Linked DNA regions of Sus scrofa: all the other regions are linked to region 4. Evidence: chromatin contacts called from public Hi-C, HiChIP or PLAC-seq and promoter capture Hi-C data. All regions are on one chromosome and are shown on one strand. The core of a region is the stretch at or near the end of the contact, and the rest is flanking DNA. Distances in the headings are between cores, read along the strand shown. Region 1 holds the start of ACY1 (aminoacylase 1). Region 2 holds the start of LOC100153598 (store-operated calcium entry regulator STIMATE). Region 3 holds the start of GNL3 (guanine nucleotide-binding protein-like 3). Region 4 holds the start of BAP1 (ubiquitin carboxyl-terminal hydrolase BAP1). Region 5 holds the start of SPCS1 (signal peptidase complex subunit 1).

What was found. Promoter capture Hi-C pulls out the DNA fragments that hold promoters and counts their contacts. A called contact is a pair of places that touch in the nucleus more often than the background predicts. HiChIP or PLAC-seq counts read pairs in DNA pulled down with a chosen protein or histone mark.
Region 1: a contact with region 4 is called in a promoter capture Hi-C map of fetal liver, with 3 times the contacts expected there. The contact joins the promoter of ACY1 here to the promoter of BAP1 in region 4. A contact is called at or near these places in 2 of 5 promoter capture datasets (fetal liver and liver) and 1 of 2 datasets of contacts at active chromatin or transcription factors (alveolar macrophages).
Region 2: a Hi-C map of heart right ventricle shows a contact between it and region 4, with 5 times the contacts expected there. The contact joins the promoter of LOC100153598 here to the promoter of BAP1 in region 4. A contact is called at or near these places in 1 of 5 promoter capture datasets (fetal liver) and 1 of 47 Hi-C or Micro-C datasets (heart right ventricle).
Region 3: a promoter capture Hi-C map of liver shows a contact between it and region 4, with 4 times the contacts expected there. The contact joins the promoter of GNL3 here to the promoter of BAP1 in region 4. A contact is called at or near these places in 1 of 5 promoter capture datasets (liver), 3 of 47 Hi-C or Micro-C datasets (heart right ventricle, liver and skeletal muscle) and 2 of 2 datasets of contacts at active chromatin or transcription factors (alveolar macrophages and skeletal muscle).
Region 5: a contact with region 4 is called in an H3K27ac HiChIP or PLAC-seq map of alveolar macrophages. The contact joins the promoter of SPCS1 here to the promoter of BAP1 in region 4. A contact is called at or near these places in 2 of 2 datasets of contacts at active chromatin or transcription factors (alveolar macrophages and skeletal muscle).

What each region holds. Positions count from the first base shown.
Region 1 is chr13:34,111,521-34,116,450 of Sscrofa11.1, reverse strand. It overlaps ACY1 (aminoacylase 1), which reads right to left and starts at 2,257. Exons shown (of 15, transcript NM_213896.1): 1 at 2,210-2,257; 2 at 1,688-1,790; 3 at 949-1,013; 4 at 754-858; 5 at 329-423; 6 at 1-59. The coding sequence starts at 1,781. It also overlaps a transcript of ABHD14A not described here.
Region 2 is chr13:35,016,286-35,021,009 of Sscrofa11.1, reverse strand. LOC100153598 (store-operated calcium entry regulator STIMATE) reads left to right here and starts at 3,200. Exons shown (of 10, transcript XM_021068951.1): 1 at 3,200-3,491. The coding sequence starts at 3,332. SFMBT1 (scm-like with four MBT domains protein 1) reads left to right here. Exons shown (of 22, transcript XM_021068955.1): 22 at 1-383.
Region 3 is chr13:34,818,549-34,823,328 of Sscrofa11.1, reverse strand. It overlaps GNL3 (guanine nucleotide-binding protein-like 3), which reads right to left and starts at 3,086. Exons shown (of 15, transcript XM_001928454.5): 1 at 2,617-3,086; 2 at 1,375-1,433; 3 at 826-963; 4 at 601-714; 5 at 292-372. The coding sequence starts at 2,629. PBRM1 (protein polybromo-1) reads left to right here and starts at 2,212. Exons shown (of 29, transcript XM_021068909.1): 1 at 2,212-2,994. The coding sequence starts at 2,377.
Region 4 is chr13:34,551,024-34,555,934 of Sscrofa11.1, reverse strand. BAP1 (ubiquitin carboxyl-terminal hydrolase BAP1) reads left to right here and starts at 2,397. Exons shown (of 16, transcript XM_005669632.3): 1 at 2,397-2,610; 2 at 2,709-2,738; 3 at 2,848-2,902; 4 at 4,689-4,808. The coding sequence starts at 2,894. PHF7 (PHD finger protein 7) reads right to left here and starts at 2,117. Exons shown (of 11, transcript XM_001928213.4): 1 at 1,465-2,117; 2 at 187-298. The coding sequence starts at 230.
Region 5 is chr13:34,836,666-34,841,707 of Sscrofa11.1, reverse strand. SPCS1 (signal peptidase complex subunit 1) reads right to left here and starts at 1,787. Exons shown (of 4, transcript NM_001114288.2): 1 at 1,669-1,787; 2 at 1,246-1,305; 3 at 1,073-1,159; 4 at 103-589. The coding sequence starts at 1,704. The coding sequence ends at 464. It overlaps GLT8D1 (glycosyltransferase 8 domain-containing protein 1), which reads left to right and starts at 1,854. Exons shown (of 9, transcript XM_021068949.1): 1 at 1,854-5,042.

The DNA of each region.
Region 1 (4,930 bases), core at 1,008-3,507, 440 kb after region 4:
GGATGGTTCTGGGGAAATGGTGGCCCTCAACCTTCAGCCTCCTCACAGCCTCCAGGTACCTGAGGGGCAGTGAGAGGGTATAGGCTAGGTGCTGGGGGAGCCATCAGTGCTTGAGCAAGCAGGCTGGAGCCTTGGGCCCTGCTCTGCCACAGCCTAGCAGGTGACTCCAGAAAGTCTCTGTCCTTGTGTCCTGGCAATGGTCATACTAAGAATTCCCACTCAAGGTAAGAGGTCAAGATGTTCCTCGGCCTTGAGGTTCTCCAATCGTACCTGGGTCCTGGGTCAATCCAACAGGCCAGTGGGGAAACTGGGAATGAAGGAAACTCACTGGATGCTGACGCACTTCATGTCCTGGGCGCCCCTGCCATAGATGTAGCCATCTGCATCCTTGAAGCCCTCAAAGGGGTCATGACTCCAATGCTCCTGGGGGCAGGAAGAGGGACCCAAGCCCCAAATGTAGTCATTAATCCACTCTGCTCAACTGTGGCCCTGCTTGGGAGCAGGTGCCTTAGGAGCCCACCACAGGCTGAAGAGGACAATCGATAGCCACCCCTCTCTCTGCCTTCCAACCTCCACCACCCCCTCTCCCCCATGCCACCCCTGGCATGGAATGGCTAATGGACAGAGACTACTTGAGTGGAGTAAAATCCTATGAGGTTGAAAGTCCAGCACCATGGGCTCCCTGGAGTCAAATGAGAGGGGTCTGCATCACCTTTGTCCCCAAGGGCTGTTCCATCCCCGCCACACACACACCTTGAAGACAGGCACCACATCTGTGTGGGAGTTGAGCAAGATGGAGGAGAGTGTGGGGTTGGTGCCCGGCCAGGTCAGCACGGTCACCACATGGCCAGGTACCACCTGGAGAGGGCCAGGAGGAGAGGTGGTCAGTGCAGGGTGAGGAGCTGCCCAGGGCCCGACTCCGCTCTCCACGCAGGGCCGCAGGCTCACCTCCACTTTCTGACAGCCCAGGCCCAGCTGGCGGGCTCTCTCCTCAAGGAAGGCCACAGCAGCCCCTGGGGACACAGAGAGCCTCACTGCTTCTTCTGTCTCCCCACACCTCCCAGGCATAACTGGTGGCACATCCAGAGAGAGGAGCAGACCCCTGGCTTAACACAATTCCACATCCCTCAGAGACATTTGCATTCTGTCCCCAAGGAAGAAGACCCTTTGTGGAAGGCCAGATGGGAAGTCCAGGGTGAAAAGCAGGTGTCATCGTCACCTTCCTTAAAGATGGGGAAATTAGCTCAGAGACATGAGGCTCACACTGCCTCCCAGCTGGTAAATCACAGACCAGGGGATATGGATTGGGCCCAGGTACACAGTTCCCAGCCATCAAGCTTGATTCCTTAAGGGCCATGGCCTCTGTTCAGCCCCAGTAGGCTTCATGGAGCCTCTTCTTCCCTTGCTGCCCCAGCCTCCCCTCCTCCACTCCAAGTCCTGGGGATTGAGGTGAAGCTGTTCCTTATTTAACCATCAGGAGTAACTTTTGGAGCAGCTCAGCCTCCAGGGAAACTCCCTCCACAGCCAGGAGGGGCTGCTGAGCAGTCTGTTGACCTAGGGAATAGCTAGAGAGGTGGGGAGACGCCATTCGAGGCTGCAGATCTAGCTCAGGTGGGTGATAGAGGTTGACTCCCGGTTTAGAGCACAGCCCCCGCCCCTGAGGCCCCACCACAGGCCGCGTTCTCACCGTAGTCGGGCTCAGGCTGGACGGTGCGGATGCGCAGGTACTGACGGAAGAGCGTCACGGATGGGTGCTCGCCCTCGCGACCCTTGCTGGCCATGGCGCTGCCCTGCCGTGGTGAGGTGGGGGCAAAGCAAGCGGCTATCTACCCTGCTCCGCCGCTGAGGCCAATGGACTCCATCTGCACGCAGCCCCTCCTCAGAGCGGTACCCCGATCGTCCCACAGGGAGAGGACACCCTGTCTCGAAGCCCCACCCGCCGTCATAGCGCTCCCATTCTTTTTCTGGAGCTGTGCTGGCCACTTTCAAAACACATTTCCTTATTTAATCCCCTAAAGAGCTCCATGAAGTTCGTGTCTCTGCCCACGATACAGGGGTAAAAGCTAAGAGGTTCAGAGACAGCTAGAGAGTAGCTGAGCCAGGTTTGGACCCAGATATTGACTCCCACCCGCCCCCCTCAAAAAAAATTATCCGGGTAGCCTGGATTTCAATCTAGGGAACCCCTCTACCGCTGTCCAGGGCGCCGCACCTCGCTCTCTTCCGATCTCGAACTCGCGCTTGCCTCTCAGCACCCGCCTGGGGACTCTCGGTGGAATTCGGGGTCTTTTGAGGTCTTAGGCTCAGAATTGCCCAGGTCCGCCCACCACGTGGCCGGACTCTAATAGCGGGGCGGGACCGAAGACTGCGAATCAGGGCCGCTCTAGTCGCTAAGGCCCATTCAGCGCGGGCGTCTCTGCCCGCCCCAGTTTCCAGCCTGGGCCAGTTACCCGAGGATCAGACTCAGGAGCCCGCCCCTGTGGCAGTTGCCACCCCCGCCAGCTCCGCCTCGCCCTCCCCCCGCAGGCTCACTCCTGCCCAACAGGCCCCGCCTTTGGCCCTAGGCAGCTGGTTTCGTCCCCTGCTACTTCCCGATAGTGCCCGAAGGGAGGAGGGCCGGCACTGACCCGAAACCTTGCAGCTGCCCTCTTGCTCTCGGGGTGCAGCCCTGCAAAGTCGTGCTGGGGCTGGCCAAAAACTCCTTTCCGCGAGTTTCTACCTCGCCCCTCTTCACGCCTCAGCAACTCAGGGGCCGCCTCCCTGACTGCCTCTGCCTCCTGTGTGGAGAGGCGGTGGATTATTGGTTAATATCTGTGAGCTTTAGGGGGCTGGCCCGTGTACCCGCAGGACTCTGTCCCTGGCAGGGCACAGAGCAGGCAGCAAGCCAGGAATGAAGGATAAATGGGCATGTATATGATTGTGCTACTGTGTGGGCAAATCTAAGTGTGTATCAGTGGGGGACTGTGTATGACAATGTGAGATGGTGGTTGGGTGTGACAGAGGATGGCACTGTGAGAGGATGTAATCGTGACACTGTGTGACAGAATGGGAGGTGGGAAACTGCACAAAAGCAAACATGTGGCACATTCTTGGTTGACCCTGGGCCAGGCTCTCTGGCACTTCTGCAGCCACCAGAGAGGGAAGATAAGAGGCACAGGCGTCCCACTGGCCACCCACATGTTGCACACAGTTATAATGTGTCCAGCTGCCCTTTGTACATTTCCAGAGGCTGAATCAGCTTGGGGAGGGGTGCGTTGAAGACTTCAACCTCTGGGCACAGAGGAGGCAGGCTGGGAGGGGAGGGTAAGGGCTCATCCAGCCCTCCTGGGGTTTAAGTCTAGGCTGCTGACCTATACATTTCTAGGCGCAAGCAAGCTTGGTGGTTCCAAAACAATCTATTTTGGGGGCCCAGGGCAGGCTACCCCAAAATGTGTCTCAATGGCATTTTTTAATGGCTGCACCCACAGCATATGGAAGTTAGTTCCTGGGCCAGGGACTGAACCTGTGCCGCCACAGAAACAACAGCAGATCCTTAACCCACTGTGCCACAGTGTGAACTCCCTCAAGAGCACGTTATTTTGAATTAAAGTTACTTAGGAAATGTCCAATGCAAGAGGCACATTCTGACCCTCCTTTCTGTCTTCCTGAAAGCAGGGAATAAATCCCTCATGCAAAAGTTATACTTCTTTCATGTGGAGTGTACCTTATTAATCCAGAAATAGGGAATTCAGGCTAAGCCTGTTTGCACAAATCTTTTTTATTCATCCCTTTTTCGGCTGCACCTGTGGTAGGCCAAGGATCTAAGCCTAGGCCAGGGATTGAATCTGAGCTGGAGCTGTGACCTACGCCACAGCTGCAGCAACGGTGGTTCTTTAACCCACTGCACAGGGCAGGGGATAAAACCAGCGCCTCCCCGGAGGCAAGGTGGATCATTAACCCACTGCACCACACTGCAAACTCCAAACCCCTTGTTGCTTTACCACCTTCAAGCCCAAACTGTTTATATTCTTTACTAATCAAGCATCCAAAATACAAGTTTTCAGGAGTTCCTGCTGTGGCACAGTGGGTTAAGAATATGCAGTGGCTTGGGTTGCTGTGGAGGTGTGGGTTCGATCCCAGGCTCAGGGCAGTGGGTCAAAGGATCCAGAGTTGTTGCAGCTGGGGGTAGGTCACAGCTTTGGCTTGGAGTCAATGGCTAGTCCTAGGAACTTCCACTTGCTACAAGTGCAACCAAACCAAACCAAACCAGGAGTTCCTGTTGTGGCACAGTGGAAACAAATCTGACTAGGAACCATGAGGTTGTGGGTTTGATCCCTGGCCTCGTTGAGGGGGTTAAAAATGTGGTGTTGCTGTGAGCTGTGGTGTAGGTTGCCAATACAGCTCGGATCCTGCGTTGCTGTGGCTGTGGTGTAGGCCGGCAGCTGTAGCTCTGATTGAACCCCCAGCCTGGGATCCTCCATATGCTGCGGGTGCGGCCCTAAAAAGCAAAACAAAAGTTTCTTTGTTCTGTCAAGCCCTCACAAATTTATTGTTTCTTTGTCTAACAAGTATAAAAGCTGGCTGCTCTGTCCACTTCGTAGGTCTCATCTCTATAAGACCTTGCACTAAGTTAAAATTTGCTTCTCTTCCTCCTGTTAATCTGTTTTGTGTAATTTTTTCTTCTTTTTTGGCCACCATATGGAGTTCCTGGGCCAGGGGCCAGGGATCAGATCCAAGCCACAGTTGTGACCTATACCACAGGTGTAGCACTGCTTGATCCCTTAACCCATTGTGCCGGGCTGGGGATTGAACCCGCCTTCTGGTGCTGCAGAGGTGCCACTGATCCCCTTGTACCATGGCAGGAACTCCTGTTTTGTGTTAATTTTATTGCTAGTCTAGCTGAAAGAATTCAGGAGGGGTACAGAAAGAAACACCCCCCCACCCCCACACTATG
Region 2 (4,724 bases), core at 1,951-4,450, 460 kb before region 4:
TTAAGTGCTCAGTTCTTTTCCTTTTCACTTTTTTTTTTTTTTTAATAGTATCTAAAGACAATCAGAGGCCTGCCAGAGTGGGACTTCTGGCTGGTTCCAGCACTGTCCTTAGGCCTCTTTCTCTAACTTGTTGGAACCGATGTACTTTGTTTCATGTATATTGTCCTTATTTTTTTTTTTTTAAAGCTGCATATTTGGAACAAAATGAAATGCATATTGCATTGTATCCTTCCTGACTGCTGTTTTTCTCTTAATTTTAAAAGTTATGCACTGAGGATAAAGTATACTTAAGGAGAAATATGCACAAAAATACTTATTAAATAATTCCCATCAAGTTTGATGGTATAACTTCAAGGGATTAAAAAATGACTATTTTGAATGAATATTTTGTGTGGGTTTTTTTTGGTTTGTAAATGAGAGTATGTATAAACTTGTGTCCTATTACGACAGTTTTAAGTGGTTGTGAGAAAATTAAAACAGGTCTTAAGCTATATTTAACTTTCTTTGACAGCAAGAAAGGCATCTTGACCACAGTAACCTTCAAAACTGTTTCTAGTCAGACCTCAGAGAGTCATCTCTGAAGGGAGGAGAAAGTTCCTTCCTGCTTCAATAAAATGAACCTTTCCAGAATTCTTCCCACTCTCCTGCTATCTGATCCTTTCCCCTCTGAATTTAGGTACTTTTTTTTTTTTTTTTGGCCACGCCCACACCATAGCAGTGACCCAAGCCACAGCAGTGACAACACTGGATCCTTAACCTGCCGAGCCACCAGGGAACTCCTGGACTTTGGTACTTTTTAATTGTGGTTCAGGAAAGATAGGAAGAGCAGAATTTCTCACAGCAAGCTTGTTCCCAGCATTGGGGATTCTACCCCTGATCTCTGAAGACTACTGCTTGTTCCTTTACATTTGCCTTGGCACAGCAGCAACAGGCCTTAGGATTCCAACACATCTGGATGTGCAGAGTACTGCTTTGTGAAAAACTTCATTTTTCAGCTCTGTGTGCAATTTTCCTTGAGCTGTGTCTTCAAGCAATTAATAATCTTATGCCCAGCTATAATTTCTTCTGCTTTGAGTACACATCCTTTTGTTTGGTTCTCGCTGAACTGGACTGTAACTGTTGAGCATACCTGTAAGGGATCTTCTTAGACTTAAAGACAGTAATGCAATTTTCCCTTAACCTATTATTTTCTTAACCTTATTTTCTGTATTTTCCCATGGTCAGTACTTGTGGAGAGTTTTAAATTTTATAAATTAAAAGTCAGTTTAATTTAAAAAGCATTTTGTTGAATGCTTTTTGTACCAGGTACTATGTTGGATTTAAGGGTCAGTAAAATTCAGTTTCTGCCCTCAGGAGGCTCTCATTCAGCTGAGAGAGAGGTGTGTACCTAGTTTAGCAGTGTGAAAAGTTCTAGTGGGTCAGCTCACACAAAGTAATGTGAATGTACAACAGGGAGAGGAAGATCAGGCAGGACTTGAAGCATGAGTGGCAGTTCATAGAGTAAGGAAAAGGGAACAGTATTCCATTCAACTAGAATGCATGTGAAGGTACAAAAAAATGTGGAAGTGCATTGTAAGAGAAAGCTGGAGAGTTGGCTGTAGGGAGCCAGTAGCATTTTTCCTCTGAAAAATCAAGTTAATATTCCCATTAACTGGAGTTCCCCTCCTGGTTCAGTGGTTAACGAATCCGACTAGGAACCATGAGGTTGCAGTTTCGATCCCTGGCCTTGCTCAGTGGGTTAAGGATCAGGCGTCACCATGAGCTGTGTTATAGGTCGCAGATGCAGCTCTCGGATCCCTCCTTGCTGTGGCTGTGGCGTAGGCCAGCAGCTACAGCTTCGATTAGAGCCCTAGCCTGGGAACCTCCAGATGCCGTGGGAGTGGCCCTAGAAAAGGCAAAAAGACAAAAAAAAAAAAAAAAAAAAAAAAAATTCCTATTAACCAAGAAGGCTTTTGGATAGCATTTAACCCTTTTATGTAATTGTAATTTCTTTCTTTTTTTCTTTTTTTTTTTTTTTTTTAGGGCTGCACCCATGGCATATGGAGATTCCCAGGCTAGGGGTTTAATCGGAGCTGTAGCTGCCAGCCACAGTAACGCGGGATACCAGCCACGTCTACGACCTACACCTGAGCTCACAGCAACGCTAGATCCTTAACCCACTGAGCAAGGCCAGGGGTCGAACCCACAACTTCCTGGTTGTCGGATTCGTTTCTGCTGTGCCACAGCAGGAACTCTTGTAATTGGAATTTCTTGTGGCTATCTTTAGGGAAAATTTCCCTCGATACAGTGTTTAATGTTCAACAAATGTACCACAATGTCTACTGGAATAATACTAACCATACACTGGTATTAAGTCGATCAGCAGGAAGATCAGGCACTGGAGAGCACCAACAAGAGGTGTGGGAGCAAAGACAGAGAGGGCTGAGAGGGTAGGTAAAGTGGAGAGGGATTAGAGGCCCTGGAAGAGGCAGAGTGCAGGTTCCAAGAAGTCAGAGTTAGGTAGGTGTAAGTAAATATATGCGTGTGTGGAGGGAGGCTCTGGAGAAAAAGTCCAGCAACTTGGTTTTCTTTTGTGAATCACGTTCAAAATGAACAAGAAGGGGATATGTTCACATGCATGTATAAAGGCAACTGGATTAAAATTTAAATAGTTTAAATTACGGGTTTTTTTGGGGGGGGAGTCGACTTGGGGCTTGGTTAATCAATCTAAGATGAGCCTTTGGCCAGGGTATTGATCCCAGCAAAGACGCCAAACGTCTAGGCTGAAAGGAATATATTTGTGTGCATAGTCAGATTGTTTACTCAATGACCTGCTTCAGAATAATCCAGGCTATTTGCCGATAATGCAAATTATTGCCCGCGATCTCAGAATAACTGAATTGGAATCTGAGGGTGGAATCCAGGAGTATTTTTAAATAAATTCTTCAGGGAATGAGTTTATCTTGGAGGAGAAAAAGTTTAGCCACAGATCTTCCCTGCTCCAACCCTCCCGACCTGGAACTCGGAGCCGGGGCGGGGCTCTCAACTGGGTTGTGGCAGCCCAGCTCACAGGGTTCCACCTGTGGTGGAGACCCGCGACCCCGCCCCCTCGCCGGCTGGATCCCCACCCCTGGGGGGGGGGGAGCTGAAGCAGCCAGAGCCCGCCCCAACGCTGGGCCTGGCCAATCAGACGCTGCGATCTCAGACGTCGGGTTACGCGCCGCGCCGAGTCCGCGGCGGGGCGTAGGTACCGGCTCCCAGCTTTGGAGTCTGGGTTGGGCGTCGCGGACCCCGCAGGCAGCGAGGCCGGGCGGGCGGGCTGCGGCGCCCTGCGCCCCTCGCCAGGGTCGCCATGCAGGGCCCTGCCGGGAACACGAGCCGCGCACTGCCAGGCGGGCCGCCCTCCACCGTCGCGTCCGGGGCGGGCCGCTGCGAGAGCGGCGCACTCATGCACAGTTTCGGCATTTTCCTGCAGGGGCTGCTCGGCGTCGTGGCCTTCAGCACGTTGTTGCGTGAGTCCGGGACCCCCGCCCCTCCTCAGACCCTGCGCCGCGAGCCGCGGGTTCAGCCCGGCCTCGGGGGCGTTCCTGCCTGAGGATTTCAGGCCTTGGGGTCCTGGGCCCTTGGTGGAGGTGCCCTCTTCCCGCGAGCCCAAGGCTGGGCATTCCCAGGCGAAGGGGAGCTCTTGCCCCCGACCCAGGTCCTGAGTCCCTCGCCTTATCGCAGCAGCCTCTAGCCAGAGGTGACCCCCTCAACCGTGTCAGTGCGAATTAAAGCTACTCCAATTTCCAGCCTGCGGCCATGACCCCCGGGTGGCATATTCCTTTCTGCCCCCTCTTATAGGTTCATCTTAGCCTCTCCTTCGCGCTTTGAATCCTCATCCCTAAATCTCCAGTCTGATAATGAGTCTTTTCCTTCACCTTCACTTCTCCAAGACTTAATCTCTCCGGTTTGCACCTGGTGGGCCCCTGGCTTGTTAGGCCCCCCGCAATCCGTTTCCAGAAGGGCTCTCGCCCCCTCCCGGCCCCTGTCACCGAGATTAATTTTCTGTTTCTGTCAGAGTAGGACTCACCCATACTGCCTTCTTCCCCACATCTCCTTTTTCCTCTCCTTTCCCTGAAGAGGCCCACCTGTTTCATATATGTCCCAAGCTTTGCTAATTAAGTTACATCTCAAGTCTCCCCTGGCTCTTCTCTCTCCCAATCCACCTTTATTTGCATTTCAAGTATCCTTCCTTTCCTAGAGACCTGGGCAACTTAGGAGCTTAATGGAGAAACAGATTCAGGGTCTGAGGAGGTCTTGGAATCCCTGTGCTAAGTCACCAGGGGACCTTCCTTCAGAGTTTCGTGAGGGGGAAGAAAGTCCCAGATTGCCTTTGGAAAACTAGAAGTTCCAGCATGTCATGTATGCCATGTGGTGAGGGATTATATTGTTTTCTTAATGCATATCCTTTATTAAAGTAACAAGAAGTCTAGTGCCCTTATGATTGCATTTTTGAGGAAGGAGGGGTCATAAATATTTACAGAAGCATTAATTCCAAAATGACTTGTTCTCAAAACTTCCCCACTGTGTTCACGTGGGCAGAGTGGGAAGTTCCTGCAGAAAGTATGCTCCTTGGCATCTGGGAAGGATTCTGGTGGTGTGTGCTTGTGTCATGTAGCGTCCAGTTGCCAGAGTTGCAGCTTTGCTTGTTTATGATGCAGGGTTTATTTGGGTGAATTCTCCCAGGCTTTAGATAACCCTGA
Region 3 (4,780 bases), core at 1,837-4,336, 270 kb before region 4:
TGTATTGTTCTACATTTAAAAAACCACTGTGTCAACACATGTTACTTTATAAAATGCCACTTTTGTAAATCATGCTTACGGTAAATTGTTCCCACGAAAAAATTTAAAACAACAAGAATATGTCCTTCAGCCAAACATAACAGAGTAAGCCAGCTTGCTGGAGGAGTCTTCCAGCTCCAGAGAACCCTACTTCTACCTTTGCAAGGTTGGTGTCATAAGGAAAAAAAAAAAAATGACAATAGTCTTTCAAACATCATTACCATTTTTAGGCACTGACCTAGACTAAGATACCTTTTTAAGTTCCTGACAGTACAACTTCTTTGGATTCTGTTTGCTTGACTTGGCTTTCTTAGCTTTAGATCGCCCAAATTCCTATAGGATAAAGACAAAAGGAAGTAGACAAAATTAGAAGGTCAGTAGATGTAACCTGTTTCTCCATTTTTCATGAACAACTGGAGTACTGCAGTTGATATTTTAATAAATAAGACAGAATTTGAATTCAGCCTTTTTTCCTCCCAAGAGGCATAGCAACCCCTGCCTTAGCATGTGCTTTTTTACTTCTAGAATTTATCTCTTGCTCACAAACAGACCTCATCATACCTCTTTCACAAGAACCTTGTGAGACAGCTCAACACCAGGATTAGTTTCAAGTTTTCTTTTCTTGTCCTGTTCCTTCTGCCTCTCAAGTTTCTGCTGCTGTTTCAGTTCTTCAAGCTATGTCCAAGCCACAAGAGAAATGAGTGAGCCAAAGTGACCTGGTGTTCTGACTTTATTTTGAAAAAATACACACATCACTTGTTGAAAATTTCAGCTAATGCATCTTACCCGCTGTTTCCTTAGCTCAGCTTCCCGAAGAAGAGCCTCCTTAAAAGGAGCACTATTTGGAATTCCTGGGTCTTTCCTAGGCTTCTTTCGACCTCGTTTTTTAGCCTCTTTCCTCAATTTTCGATGGTGCTCTCGTACCTATCAAGAGAAAAAAATTTATCAGCATACAAAAATACTAAAGAGAACTCACATGAAAAATCAATCATGTTGCATTTTAGTTGTATTGGTAAGATGACCTAAAAACACTTTAACTGCAATACAAAGGACCCACCACGTTTATATATACATCAACAAGAAAATGTCAGCAGGAGATTCTTTTTGCAGCAATTCTTACCATGTTAATCAATTTTATAGACTTTCTCATCACTTTATCACTGCACTTTCCCACAGCTGTACTTCTGATGCCTAAAAGCTTGCTCTCATAGCTAGTCTATTCAATCTCTGTTTCCTGAGGTGAAGTCATATTAATAGAGACCTCTTTGTGGAGGAGTGGGGCAGAAATAAGTTTAGCTTTACAGTTGCTATAACTCTCCCAACAACAAGACTTACCTTTTTTTGGATTTTATACCGCTTATGGCAGGTCATGCGTTTACTTGATTTCTTTAACTCTACAAAGCAATAGATCACAAAGGTATTACTTTTTTTTTTTTTTTGGGGGGGTCTTTTTGCTATTTCCTGGGCCGCTCCCGCGGCATATGGAGGTTCCCAGGCTAGGGGTCGAATCGGAGCTCTAGTCACTGGCCTACGCCAGAGCCACAGCAACGCGGGATCCGAGCCGCGTCTGCAGCCTACACCACAGCTCACAGCAACGCCGGATCGTCAACCCACTGAGCAAGGGCAGGGACCAAACCCGCAACCCCATGGTTCCTAGTCGGATTCGTTAACCACTGCGCCACGACGGGAACGCCGATATTACTTTTTAAAATCACTTTTTATAATCTATTTCATCCATAAACGATCGATTTGTTTAGTTTTTGATGACTTTGCTCTAGGGTCATATCCATTTATCCATTTATTTTGTTAAGTAATTAACTACCTCTGAAACCTATTTTAAGTATCCTGTGAGGAATTCCTGTCCTGGCTCAGCAGTAAGGAACCCGACTAGTACCTATGAGGAAATGGGTTGGATCCCTGGCCTCCTTCAGTGGGTTCAAGATCTGGTGTTGCTATGAGATGTGGTGTAGGTCAGCAGCTGCAGCTCGGATTCCATCCCCATCCTGGGAACTTCCGTATGCCGCATGTGCGGCACTAAAAGACAAAAAAACAAAACAAAACAAAAAAAAAAAACTGTGGGGCCCCCGATAAAAACAAACATGGGCCACCCAAGTCCCAGAGAATGTGACCTAATTAATAGATCTGGTATAGAGCCCAACTTTCATGGTCTCACTTTTCCAAGATAAGACTGGGATCACACACAGGAGCGTATAAGACTCAAGACGACAGCTACTTCTTGTCAAACAACAAAATCACAAAGGAAAACCTAACATTGGGTTTGAGAGGCGACTCTCAGACCTTACCAGGGCCGGACCGAACGTGGCCGTAGAAGGGAAAATGCTGGGCCCAAAACCCGGCTCAGACACTGAAATACGCCTCAAGAAACCCTACCCTGATCTTCATCCTTGGGACTCAGCCTTCCTTCTGTACCACGGGCCCGCGGTCAACGTGGGGCCTTCCAACCCTCGGATGGACCAGGGAGACAACCTACCCGCTAGACCCTTATTTCCACAGATCAAGCGGCACAGGCTCATCGACCATCAAGTCCCTCTACACCCGCCCCACGACCCGACTCACTCGGCCGCTTCATACTGGAAGCTGGAAAGGCAATGCCAGCAGTTACACCAGCGCTCGCAGACACAATGTGCCTCCGAAAGGGCCACGTGCGAATTAAGGCCACTAGTGAGCGTCACGCACTCACGCAGCTGCCGTAAAGCGCACCGCCGCCGGCGCGCGTGCGCGCGCACGCAGTGTCGCGCAGAGCCAGGATCGCTTGGCGGCCGCGGGGCTGGTTTTGCGGCGGAACCGGGAGGGGTGAGGGCGGTGAGGGCGGCGGGTGCTGGAGCGACGGCAGCGGCCGCGGCCGGAGGAGCAATAGCAGCAGCCGTGGCGGCCACGGGGCGGGGCGCGGCGGTCGGTGACCGCGGCCGGGGCTGCAGGCGGCGGAGCGGCTGGGTAAGGCCAGGCGCGGGGCGGGCGGGGCCGCTTCCTCTCGGCCGACTGCCGGGCCTTTGTGTGGGCCCGGGCGGGCGGGAGCAGCGGCGGAGGCCCCGCCCCGGCCGTGGGGACGCGCCGGTCCGGCCGGGTGCGCGGGGCGGGGCACGGCGGCAGGCTTCGTGACGGGCCCAGCAGCTTTGCCGCACCTGCCGGCCGGGACAAAGGCGCGCCGCGGCCCGGAAACTCTCGGAGACCCGCTTTCCCGCCCCCGGCGGCTGATCGAGCGCTTGTCGCGGACAGCTTCAAAGCTGTCAACGTATCTCTTAGTCCCCCGTAGCAGTGACAGGTCGTACCAGTGACAGGTCGGAAAGTCTTTCATTTTCTCCACAGTTCAAGGCCTCTTTTTTTTCTTGTCTTTTCCTGGCGGTTCGGGCGCAAAGCCTCCTAGTAATTTTTTAAAAACACTTTCTGGCTAACTGTGTTCAGACTGTTTTTTATCAGTGGGACTTGTATTTATCGTAGGGGCCGCATAGAGTTACTTAACTGCAACACCACAAATAATCAAGGTTTAAAATTGTGTAAACTTCTGAGTTTTAATATTTTTCCGTCTCAAAATTTTTTACTGAGAGAGAAACATGGTTTTGTTATTATAGGGTACATATTGGTGACTTAAGGGGGAAGAAAAACTGGCAAAAATTTAGAGGGGACCCTCAGAAACAAAGACAAATATACGGTATGGTGGTTATAGAAATTATTACTATGATTTTAGAAACATGTTGGAATAAAGCGTTTGTATTAACTTATTTTCCAACAAGCTAGGACTCCTCAAAAATGATTTCTAAGTATTGTTTTTTTCCATTTTGTAGTGTGCTCTTTTCCCAAATGTAATTCAGAAACAAGTTGGACTATACAAAAGCGTAGTAATTTCTGCTTTATAACTTGTTAGTATATTGGCCATGTTTTAAGATCCAAAGAAATATCGAATGATATCTTTTTTTTTTTTTTTTTTTTTCGTCTTTTTAGGGCTGAACCCACAGCATATGGAGATTCCCAGGCTAGGGGTTGAATTGGAGCTGTAGCTTCTGGCCACAGAAATGCCAGATCCGAGCCAGGTCTGCAGCCTACACCACAGCCCCCGGCAAATGCCCTATCGTTAACCCACTGAGCGAGAGATTGAACCTGCATCCTCTTGGATACTAGTCCGGGCTCGTTATTACTGAGCTATGATGGGAACTCCTGGATGATATCTTTTGAAGAAATATGTCAAACCAGTTACATGTGCATGTGGATGAGTAAAAGTGCTTTGACCACTGTCTTTGGCTTTGGAAGTGTACAAAATACCTCGCATATTAATATTCTTCCCAGATCTTCAAGATTAGTAAATTGTTGTATATGTATGAGAGACTACTATGAAGCCATCCAACATCATGTGAAAGAATGTCAACTTGGGAGAATCATCCCTAAGTTAAAACACAGGCTGCAATATAATATACGCAGTTTGTTCGTAGTTTTGTTTTTCTTAAAGGCAGCTGAGGCGTGAATAAATACTGAAAGTGTCAACACTAATGTTAAGAGTGGATTTTCTCTGGAAATTAGTGTTATAAGTGGGTTTTTTTTTTTCTCTTTGAACCGTCTGTTTTCCAAGATTTTTGTTTTAAACATGTATTGCAGTACTAAAGAATCACTAGAAATACAGGAAAGTACTGAAAGTTTATAAATTGTCAAAACATACCAGCAAAGCTTTACTGAGTAAATAGTTTCCCAGTTGCACATTGTAAAGTTATTCTTTACTGTCCACTGTAAT
Region 4 (4,911 bases), core at 1,148-3,647:
GAATCTAGGCAGTAGGGACAGCCCTGGGAGGAGAGGTTATTGGATAGCGTATAGGAGACGACTGGTGTGTGCTTCTGCACTAACCAACCCTAGCCTCCATGACCATGCAAAGTGGACAGAAAGGGAAGCATATACTACAGGCCACTGGACAATTGTTCCCAAACTCCCTTATGGTGCCTACTCTACCTCAATCTTTGACGTTTCTTCTTCTTTTCTTTTATAGTCTTCATTCGCTACTGCCTCTCTCTCCTATCTTGAATCTTCTACACTATAATGAGGACAATACAGGATCTTCCAGCTATAAATATAAACAAGTCAGCAATTAAACCTATATTTGGTTATCAAGTTCCACAGGGTCAAAGCAACAGTGCACTTCACCTTCCCATCCATGTGATGGAATAAAAGGGACCCATCCAGTATCAATGCTATAAAGAGCCGGTAATTATTAAATCTTGCCAAGAACTGTTCTGGGCATTTTACATTTAACTCACAAAAATCCCTTGCAATAGGTACCATTTTATCCCCATTTTCCTGATGAGGAGACTGAGGCACAGAGAGGTCACAGAGAGGCACTTGCTCAAGATCAGTTACTGCTATCGCAGAGCCAAATGAGAACTTGGAATTATTGCTTGAACTGGCTAAATGGCTGTGTGTGCCTAGTAAATGCCTGAGGTAGCACTCAGGAAAAACAGCTCCTTTTTCCCCCAGGTATGGGTGCCTTAATTCTGCCCAGAAAAAGTTAGATTAGATAGCACTTTCCTAGGAAAAGGAGCCTCTGGGATTTTGGTTACCCAATGCAAGAACTCCCTCTAGTGAGAGACAACAATGACAAGTTATCCCTTGGCTCCTACCACTTTTCACCAGGCTTAAATGGTCACTGAGGTTTGGCCTGTTTTCAACCTTCCTCTAGATCTGAGCCAAGGGTAAAAGGCCCCATAGTGGAGAAGACACCCTGCCACTCCTCCTCCCACCAATGTCAGCTGATTACAAATTCACTTCAAATTCACAGTTTGTATTGGTTAAGGTGGAAATCCCTGAATGGCAAGCGGGATAAAAGAAATAAAATCCACTCCTACGAAGGAAGGACTGTGTCTACTCAAAGGAGAGAAGGACAGCATTTCTTAAGAGAGCTGAGTGAATCAGGTCACTCCAGGAACACACACTCCGCATCCATGTCCTCAGAGCACAGCTGGAGAACATGAACATCTTTAGGGACCACTATTCTGCACAAACTAGTTACTCCTCAGGCAACTAGCTGTTCAGAAAACTAAGGCTCCATCTCCTCTTCTAATCCACGAGTGCCACTTGCATTGGTAAATGATATTTGATGGCTTCTTACTCAACAAAAGCCCTTAGACAGACTGGAAGAGGAGAAAGAAGGGTGTGCACTAGGGGATCCACTTGGCTATTGTGCAAGTCCCAGTAAGTGGGGGAGTCCCGCACATCTAGCAATAGAAATAAAACCTTGAAACTTCAGTTCTTTGCATCGCTGGACAAGACGTTCCTTGAATGGGATTCTGAGCACACTGGTAGTTACAGGAAGACGCAACAATCTTCAAAGCGTGTGATGAGAGACGTTGCAGATGCTGGCTTCCACAAGCTGCTCAGTCCGAGGTTTGCTACCGAGCGGATGCTCCCTTGAAACGGTGACCAAATTGTTTCACTGGCTAAGTGCTGGGTAAAAGCTTGTTGAAAAAATTAAAAATAAATAAGCGTGTTCGGCCCCGCCGCCGCAAGAATAAACAATGGTTTATTTGGAAAATACGTATCGGTGTGGCCACAAGCGGCCCCCGGAGGTAACAGCCGGAGAAGGGGCTCAAGGAGCATCCCATAGATGCCGGACCAGGCTCATGTCGCGCCTGCCGGGCGGCTGGTACGGGGCCGGGCCGGAGGTCGCCTCCGCCGCTTGCTCCTCACGGTAGCACACCGCCTGCAGCTACCGGCCGGGGCCGCTCGCCCAGCTGTCGCCGAGGGAGCCGCTGTCCTGGAGCTTTATTCGTTGTCACAAGCCGTGGTTGCTACCTCACGGGCGGCCGCCCCGCGCGGTGACTGCGCCGGCGAAGGGGGCGAGCGCGCAAACGAGAGCCGGGTCACGCGGACTGTAACCCAGGGAAACTGCGTTCACGGGGACCACCGCTGCACTGACCGTTGGCAAGGAAGGATCGCTAACGGCCGCGAGCTAACGGCCGCGCGCCCGCCCCTCCCCGCCCCTGCTTCTCGCGCCACCGGCGTACCCACTCCGCCCCCTCCGCTCGGCCCCGCCCCATCTCGCCCCGCCTTTTCCTCGCGCGCCTCTGGTACTCAACACCGCCCTCGCTCCTCCCCTTCCTCTTGCCCCACCCTCCCGCGCAAGCGCCGGCGTCTGGAGTCGAAATCGCGGAAGACGAGCTCAGAAGCGGGGTGGAGACCGTCGCGCCGTGGTGACGTATGCCGCCGGCGCGGGCGGGTGACGCGGCAGGGCCCGTTGTCTGTGTGGGGGGCTAGGAGCCCCGGGGGCGGCGGGGGGCTCCCGGCGGGGGCGGCAGTGGGTCGGGGGGCCTGGACATGGCGCTGAGGGGCCGCCCCGCGGGAAGATGAATAAGGGCTGGCTGGAGCTGGAGAGCGACCCTGGTGAGGAGGGGACTGGGCAGGCCGGGAGCTGGGGAGGCCGGGTGGGTCCGGGATGCGCCTTTCTGACTACCACCCGCTCTTCTTGTCGCTCCACCCAGGCCTCTTCACCCTCCTGGTGGAAGATTTTGGTAAGAGCCTCTCCTACCCGCCAGTTCTGGGCTGTGGGGGCCCACTCCTGCGCCCTTGCTCCATAGCCAGGGGCTGCCCTTCCCCACTTATTTTCTTCCCTGATCGCAGGTGTCAAAGGGGTGCAGGTGGAGGAGATCTATGACCTTCAGAGCAAATGCCAGGGGTGAGTGGCTTGGCGCCAGGGCCGCCCCTTACACCCCAAGGGCTAGGGAGGGGCCCGGGAGAGAGTGCGCCTCAAGGAAGGGAGTACCAGTAGCCCCAGTTTGTAAAATCTCATATAAGGAAGCATCCCTCCTCTTTGGGTGTCCTCCTGATGAAGCCAGTACTGTATTTTTGTTTCCCCCAGTTTTCCCTCAGTACTTCCCTTTGGATGGTAGCCTCTTTCCCCCAGTTCAATTCCTAACGTCTTTTGGAATAAATTTAGTTGCTCTTTTGACTTTCCTGCCAGAAACCCCACTCACTTGACCTAGGTCATATGTTGCCTTTTTGTGCAGCTGTAATTTATTACTGCTTTAATGTGCTCGTGTGCCAGTGGTTTTAATCTCCACATAGGGGTCTCGTCTAGATTGGCTGGTGTGTGACATCTGACAAGGCATCTTTCTGGGTGACCATCTTCAGGGTCTTGTCTTGGTGGTCCTGTAGAATAGAGGTGTGGAGGAACAGCTACAGTGACTAAACGGAGAAGTCTGCTTTTATTTCGCAGGAAAGAAGGGACTGATACGGGTTTTCATTTACTTCCCTGACAGCACTGGGACTTGGGCCCTGGGCTTCACAAGTGTGAATCAGTGTTTAAATTCCTCATCACATTTTTTTGTTCTAGCCTTACCATCTGTTGCCACCTGGTCCTGGGCCATTGGTTCCAGTTTTTCTTTTCTTATCCCAGAACTGTATACTTTATAAGGATACTGGATGGACTCCTGGAGCACCACAGCCAGAAGCTGATACTTGACTGCCTCCAGTGGGCTTCTGGGGAGTGAGGGCTCAGGGCCACTTTGGGCATTGCTGGGAAGAAGCCAAGGGAGAGATGGGATCACAAGACAGGCACCTGAGTAGTAATGTGGTGCAGAGGAATAGGGAAGAGGAAAGGGGGTACAGATTGCCTTCCACCATTTGACTGGTCTAGCTCTATGCCTTACTTTCCCCAGCCCTGTGTATGGATTCATCTTCCTGTTCAAATGGATCGAAGAACGCCGATCCCGTCGCAAGGTCTCTACCTTGGTGGATGATACATCTGTGATTGATGATGATATTGTGAATAACATGTTCTTTGCCCACCAGGTCTGCTGGGCTCTGTGTTCTTTCTGGAGGGTGGGGTGCTATCATTTTCTTCACTTGGAAGGTGGGGGAAGGCAGAAGGAGGAGATAGGCAGACACCATAGGTGGTGGTTACAGAAGTCCCTTGGTAGAAGGAACTGAGCTCTTATTCATAAAAAAAGGGGGGCCTCGGGAGTTCCCTTTGTGGAACATTGGAAATGAATCTGACTGGTATCCGTGAGGATGAGGGTTCGATTCCTGGCCTCGCTCAGTGGGTTGGGGGTCCAGTGTTTCTATGAGCTGTGACGTAGGTTGCAGATGTGGCTCAGATCCCACGTTGCTGTGGCTGTGGTGTAGGCCAGAAGCTGTAGCTTCAATTCGACCCCTAGCCTGGGAACTTGTATATGCTGTGGGTATGGCCCAAAAAAGCAAAAAACCAAAACAACAACAACAACAAAAAAAACGGGGGTGGGGGTCGGGGGAACCTTTTTAGGACAGGGTGGTATCTGAGTCCATTCTCCATGTCCCCTGACAACTGATGGGTAATTAGGTGAATGAACAAATACTGGGTAAAGATGAGGGGAGTTGGTGAGGATTGTCCAGATATGGCTGTCCCTCTCTGGGTCCCCATTTCTGATGAGTATGGGTTTGGGATGAGGGATGCTGTGTATGGGTGACTGTTCCTTGTTTCACAGCTGATCCCCAACTCTTGCGCCACTCATGCCCTGCTGAGTGTGCTCCTGAACTGCAGCAGTGTGGACCTGGGGCCTACCCTGAGTCGCATGAAGGACTTCACCAAAGGCTTCAGCCCTGAGGTAGGCTGCAGTGCCTTAATCCTCCTTCATAGCTGGCTAGGTAGAGCCACTGGTAATGTTACTACATAGCGCTTCTCACTGTGAGGCTTTTCCCTTTTCAGAC
Region 5 (5,042 bases), core at 538-3,037, 290 kb before region 4:
GAAATGGTTCTTAACACTTTCACAACCACAAACTTCTAACTTTGGCTTTTAGCAGTAGTCATGCTTGCAGAACAATGAACAAAAGACTCTTTAGACAATGACTTGTACTCTTGAGTTTTAATTGAAAACATTAAAACAGCCTGACTACTCATAATGAATTACAAAACTTTGATAGTTAAATTGAACTATCATTTATGAGGCTTTTATTCTTCATTATTTTGTAGACCTGAAAGAAACTCTGCATACTTCTGTTTTCTGTTCTCCATTCAGAGAAGACTGTGAAGAGGTCTCAAATATTTATAAATCAAAACCTACTGAGAAGTGAAATATAGAGAACAAAACCTATACATAACTGAGCACAGGTGTTATTTTTAGCTCATGTTTTGGTTAAGAAAACAAGGTAGCTCATCTCACACAAAACAAAAGCAAGTGCAGTAGTAAAGCTGAATCATGAAATCCAGAATCAGTTATTTTTAGCATGCCTCTTAATTTTTCTTTCCCCTGGCTTCTTGTCTTCTGTGCCTGAGTCTTGAACAGGTAACCACTTGAGGGGGTGCCGGCGATAAATGGGCCACGGAGGAAGTGTCAGCTGGGCCAGAACAGAGAAAATGCATCAATTATGGCCATTAAAAATTTAAAAGAACATGATGTATAATGCCAGGTTCCCAAACGACTCTTCTGCTTGAGGTAAAAACAATAAAACTGACATTCCTCTGAAAACTGTGCCACCATCCAGACAAGATACTCCAAGTGAGAACAAGCTTCACTGTTTACACACGGTTTTAAGAGATAAAAGAGGAGGGAGCACTGTGAAGACCATAAAGTCTTAAGATCTAGCTTTGACTTTATAAGATTACTGCTTGGCGCACCTGCCAAAAGAAATGAATGAGCTGTATTCCTTATGGAGCTTAACCTCATGTGATACTACTTGGCACTTAATTTTCCAATGATAGCAAGGGAAGGATGAGGGAAAAGTTGGTGTTGGTCCTCACTACTAGGTCCGGCCAAAACAACCCAATTCAGAAAAAACCTGAGTTGCCACTAACATCCAAATATCCACAAATTTCCTTACCAAGCACGAAAAGGCAAATCCCGCCATAACTATATAGACAGTCCACCCGAACTGTTCAGCCACGTACCCGTAGATAAATCCAACTATCTAGAGACAAACAAAGTATATTAAATACAGTCAAGCTAGGGTGGGGGGGAGACGGGGAGAGAAGATTATGCAAAACCAATACTTACTGCAGAAAAAAGAATAATTCCCTGAAACATCTGTTCAGCTAGCTTCTGGCCCTTGTAATCCTAAAGGTGAAGGAGAGTAAAGCAGGAAATGGTTCCGCAACCTAGGAGGTACAATTCTTGCTCTGGCCTCACAGCTTTGGCACAGAGCAATCCCAACATCAGGGCCTCCCCAAAGAACCTGAGCAAGTAAAGACGTTCTGGGTTTCCCGAGGGTAACGAAGCATCCTCATGGGGCCCGAGCAAGGGCATCCTCGCAGGGAAAGAACGAAGGGGACCCAGGAGGTACAATTCGGGGAAGAGAGTAGCCTCCAGGATACAAACTACACTGCACCGGATGGGTCGGTCTCGGACAAGGGTAGCGGAGCTGCCAGGCTCCCGAATGGCGTTCAGGGATCTTGGGGCCGAGGCGGGCAGCACCCTCACCATCTGCGTGGGCAGCGAGCTCAGATGCTCCAGCATGACTGGTTCAGGAAGCGGGCGACGGAGGGAGGGCGGCCGGGACTCAGGGACAGTAGGGACCTGGGTTAGTTTCGTACAGCTCAGCAGGCCTGCTGAACCGGAGGTTACGACGGCTACGGCGCCGGAAGCGGATGTCTCTTGCAGACTCGGACAGCCCAAGGCCCCGCCCCCGGTCTCTCTAAGCGACCCGCACTTTCGGAGCTGGCTGTAGGCCGGCCCTCTGTCTGCGAGGGCTGAAATGCTGACGGTAGCGGACGAGTCGAGGCATCGCGCGCCCGTGAGGGGTTCGCCGTCAGTGCTGTTCCGGGCCGGGAGCCGCGGCTCGGGTCCCCCGAACTATCATCGACAGTGCCCGCGCGACCCAACGGCGCCGGCGCGCGCCCCGTCTCCTTGGCGACGGGCTTTTCTCGGCAAGGACCCCGGCGGTGGGGCTGCCCGGTGGCGCCTGTTCGTCGAAACGCTTTTGCGGTCCGAGAGGCGGGCGCGCTGGGAACTCAGGGACTGCGTCGAGGCTGCGGATCTAGTCGGCGATTGGGCTCGATCTGGAGTGCACGGGACGAGGGCGGCCCGGCGGCGGGCCAGGCCCCGGGACCTATGACGCGGACGCTGAGCTGGCGGGGCGGGCTGGGTGGCGGGCGGTGGCTCCTCCTCCTCCTCCTCCTCCTCCTCGGGCTACAGGTAAGGGCTACCGCGGGGAGCGACCAAGGGGAATGGCTTGCTGGAACGTTAGCCCAGGGTCTCGGGACCTGGAGGGGGTAACCCCCGAAGTGTCAGCCCTCAGAACACCTCTAAGTGTAAGGGAGCGTTGTTGACTCCCAGAATTTAGAGGGAACTACCCCAGAACCCATCATCCAGAGAAAGGGAAGCCCCTGGGAGAGGGGACTTGTCTTCGTCCGCTCTTTGCACCAGTATGGAGAGAGCTCCCACTCAGGGAGTCTCCAAGTTGGTCCGCCAGGCTGCTCGGCGGCTTCACCTCGCAGACTTAGCCTGGCGCTCCCGATAGAGGCCATCCAAGGGTTCTCACTGCTTCTCTTTTAAGGCTGGTGTTTATCTCAAAAGCTTAGGCCCTCCCCGGTTTCTCTGAGCAAGATGGAATACCCACGTACCGGAAAGATAGCGTTCTGGGAAACCCGGGCCCGTGAGTCCCAACTGGCTCGCTGGCCTCTGTGGTGTATTGTGCATCAGGGTCACAGATGGTGGGATTCTACTCACTCCAGGTCGGTCTCATTCATGCAGTCAAAAAACCTTGGCACCTTTTTTTTGTGCTAGGCAGTGGGCCAAGAATATGGCTGTGACCAACACCAGGCCCTTACCTTCCTCAAGCCCAGGGTCTGTCAAGGGAGACAGTCACATACAGAAGCCAGATTTACTATGGGGTAGCGAAGCTGGGAGATGTGAGACCCCATTCAGCTTAGATAGATTCAGCTGAATGTGGGGTTTGCAGGAGGCTTTCATGACTCGTGAAAGCCAAGTAGGAGCTAGCCAGATGAAGAGGCAGCAGAAAGTGGAAGCAGAGACTAAACAAACTTTCTCTTGTATGTAGAAGTAGACATGACCCTTTGTGTTAGCCTTTTTAAGTGCACTTGTCAGGGTGGCAGTTGCTGTAGAGACTTTACGGTATTTTAGCTGTAAAGATATAATAGGAAAGGAGACTACCTGTCAGATTTGGTTTGAGAGAGTTCTCCATTGGAATTCATGTCTTTCCTGTGTTTTAATTTGTTTTCATGATTATTATCAAAGATTGTATTCTGTTTCAGAGCTGAGAACCAGCCTTGTTCCTAGATTAACAACATCCAACATTAACATCATCCAACAAATAATCACATACCAACTACCATTGCCAGACACAGTAAGATACACCAGTAAATACTTTTCACCAGGGTCCCTGTTCTCATAGAGTTCACATTCTGGTTAGGGAAGGCAGAAATAAAGAAACAAATCAAACAAATGAGATAATTTCATAATTGAGGAGATGGAGTGGTGAGCTTTCTTGATGGCCTCTGAAGGGATGAGTAAGAGGACAGAAAAATGACCTTGTCAAGGTCAGTTTAAATGGAGAAGTTGGGACCGAGCCTGGTTGGAAGAGGCTGAAGAGAGGACAAGAGGAAAGAAAGTGGGGCTAGAGATTTTATATCCTTTAAAGCTTTTGGAGTGAGAGGGAACAAAGAAATGGGTCTGTGGGTTCCACTGGGATATGGAAATGGTGTCTTTTTTAAAAAATTATTTTTATTTTTTAAATTAACTGGAAGATACCAGAGCCTGATAAGATGCTGCTGGGTGTGTGATCCAGCAGAGAAAGGAAGGGTTTGCTGATGCCGCACCAAGGAAGCAGCTACAGGATAGGTTGCAGAACATGAGTGGAATGGCCTTCCATGGGAGCATATAGCAATAGGAAGGAAAGCAGAAAAGGTTATTGAAAATATAGGTACTAATGCAAGTCACTATGGAGTTAAAAAAAAACATTCTTTCCCCCTAAGGTTTTTTCACCCATCTTGCTGGGAATGCATGTCATATAGGTACATGTGTATGTGTGTAGTGTGTGTGTGTTGTGAGTGATTTGGGAATGTAAAGGTCCTATCATTTCTAAACAAAATACTAATTTTCATAATGAACAATTGAATATTACTGATCAAATTGTACACAGTTGTGTACTCTTGCAAAAATATAGCCACTATTGCACATCCCAGGGTGTACATGCATTTTCAAGAATTCTTTCTAACCAGATCAGTGAATTCCATGACCAGGAATTGCACCAGGAAAGGAAGTATGGATCAGACACTTCATAATTATTGGCATTTTGCATGGAGATAACTGTGGAAGAGTTTTAGGAGCAAGTGGTTTCTGCCATGCAAATTTAAGTACATCAAATACCTGCTAGGATTGTGTTTTTCTTGTATCTTGCTAACTGGAATAGCACAAATATAGGTGCTCTGTCCACATAGTACCTGCAGGTAATTGTTACTGGACATTGTTCAGCTAAACCGCTGTCCCTTAAACCATTAACTAAATGAGATTTGTTCAAGTGAGATAGTTTTCTCCAGTCTCGGTGGAAGTTGGTTCCAAGCGGGCAGATTTTAGAACTGGCTGAAGAGCCCCAGTCTGTTGGCTTCTATAGGTAAGTCTCAGCCCTCAATGAGATAGAGGCACATAGCCCAAAGTATATGACAATGTGTATCTTTAGAGAGGAAGTTTGTTGGTATAATGTACTTTACATATACCATTCTAGAAAGAAACAGAGAATGTGTGTGTGTGTGTGTATTTTAGATTGTTCTTTGAGAATCTGAATTATGTTCTCCCAAATTTGTAATCTGGCCTGTAAGCCCCAATTTTTTAAACAG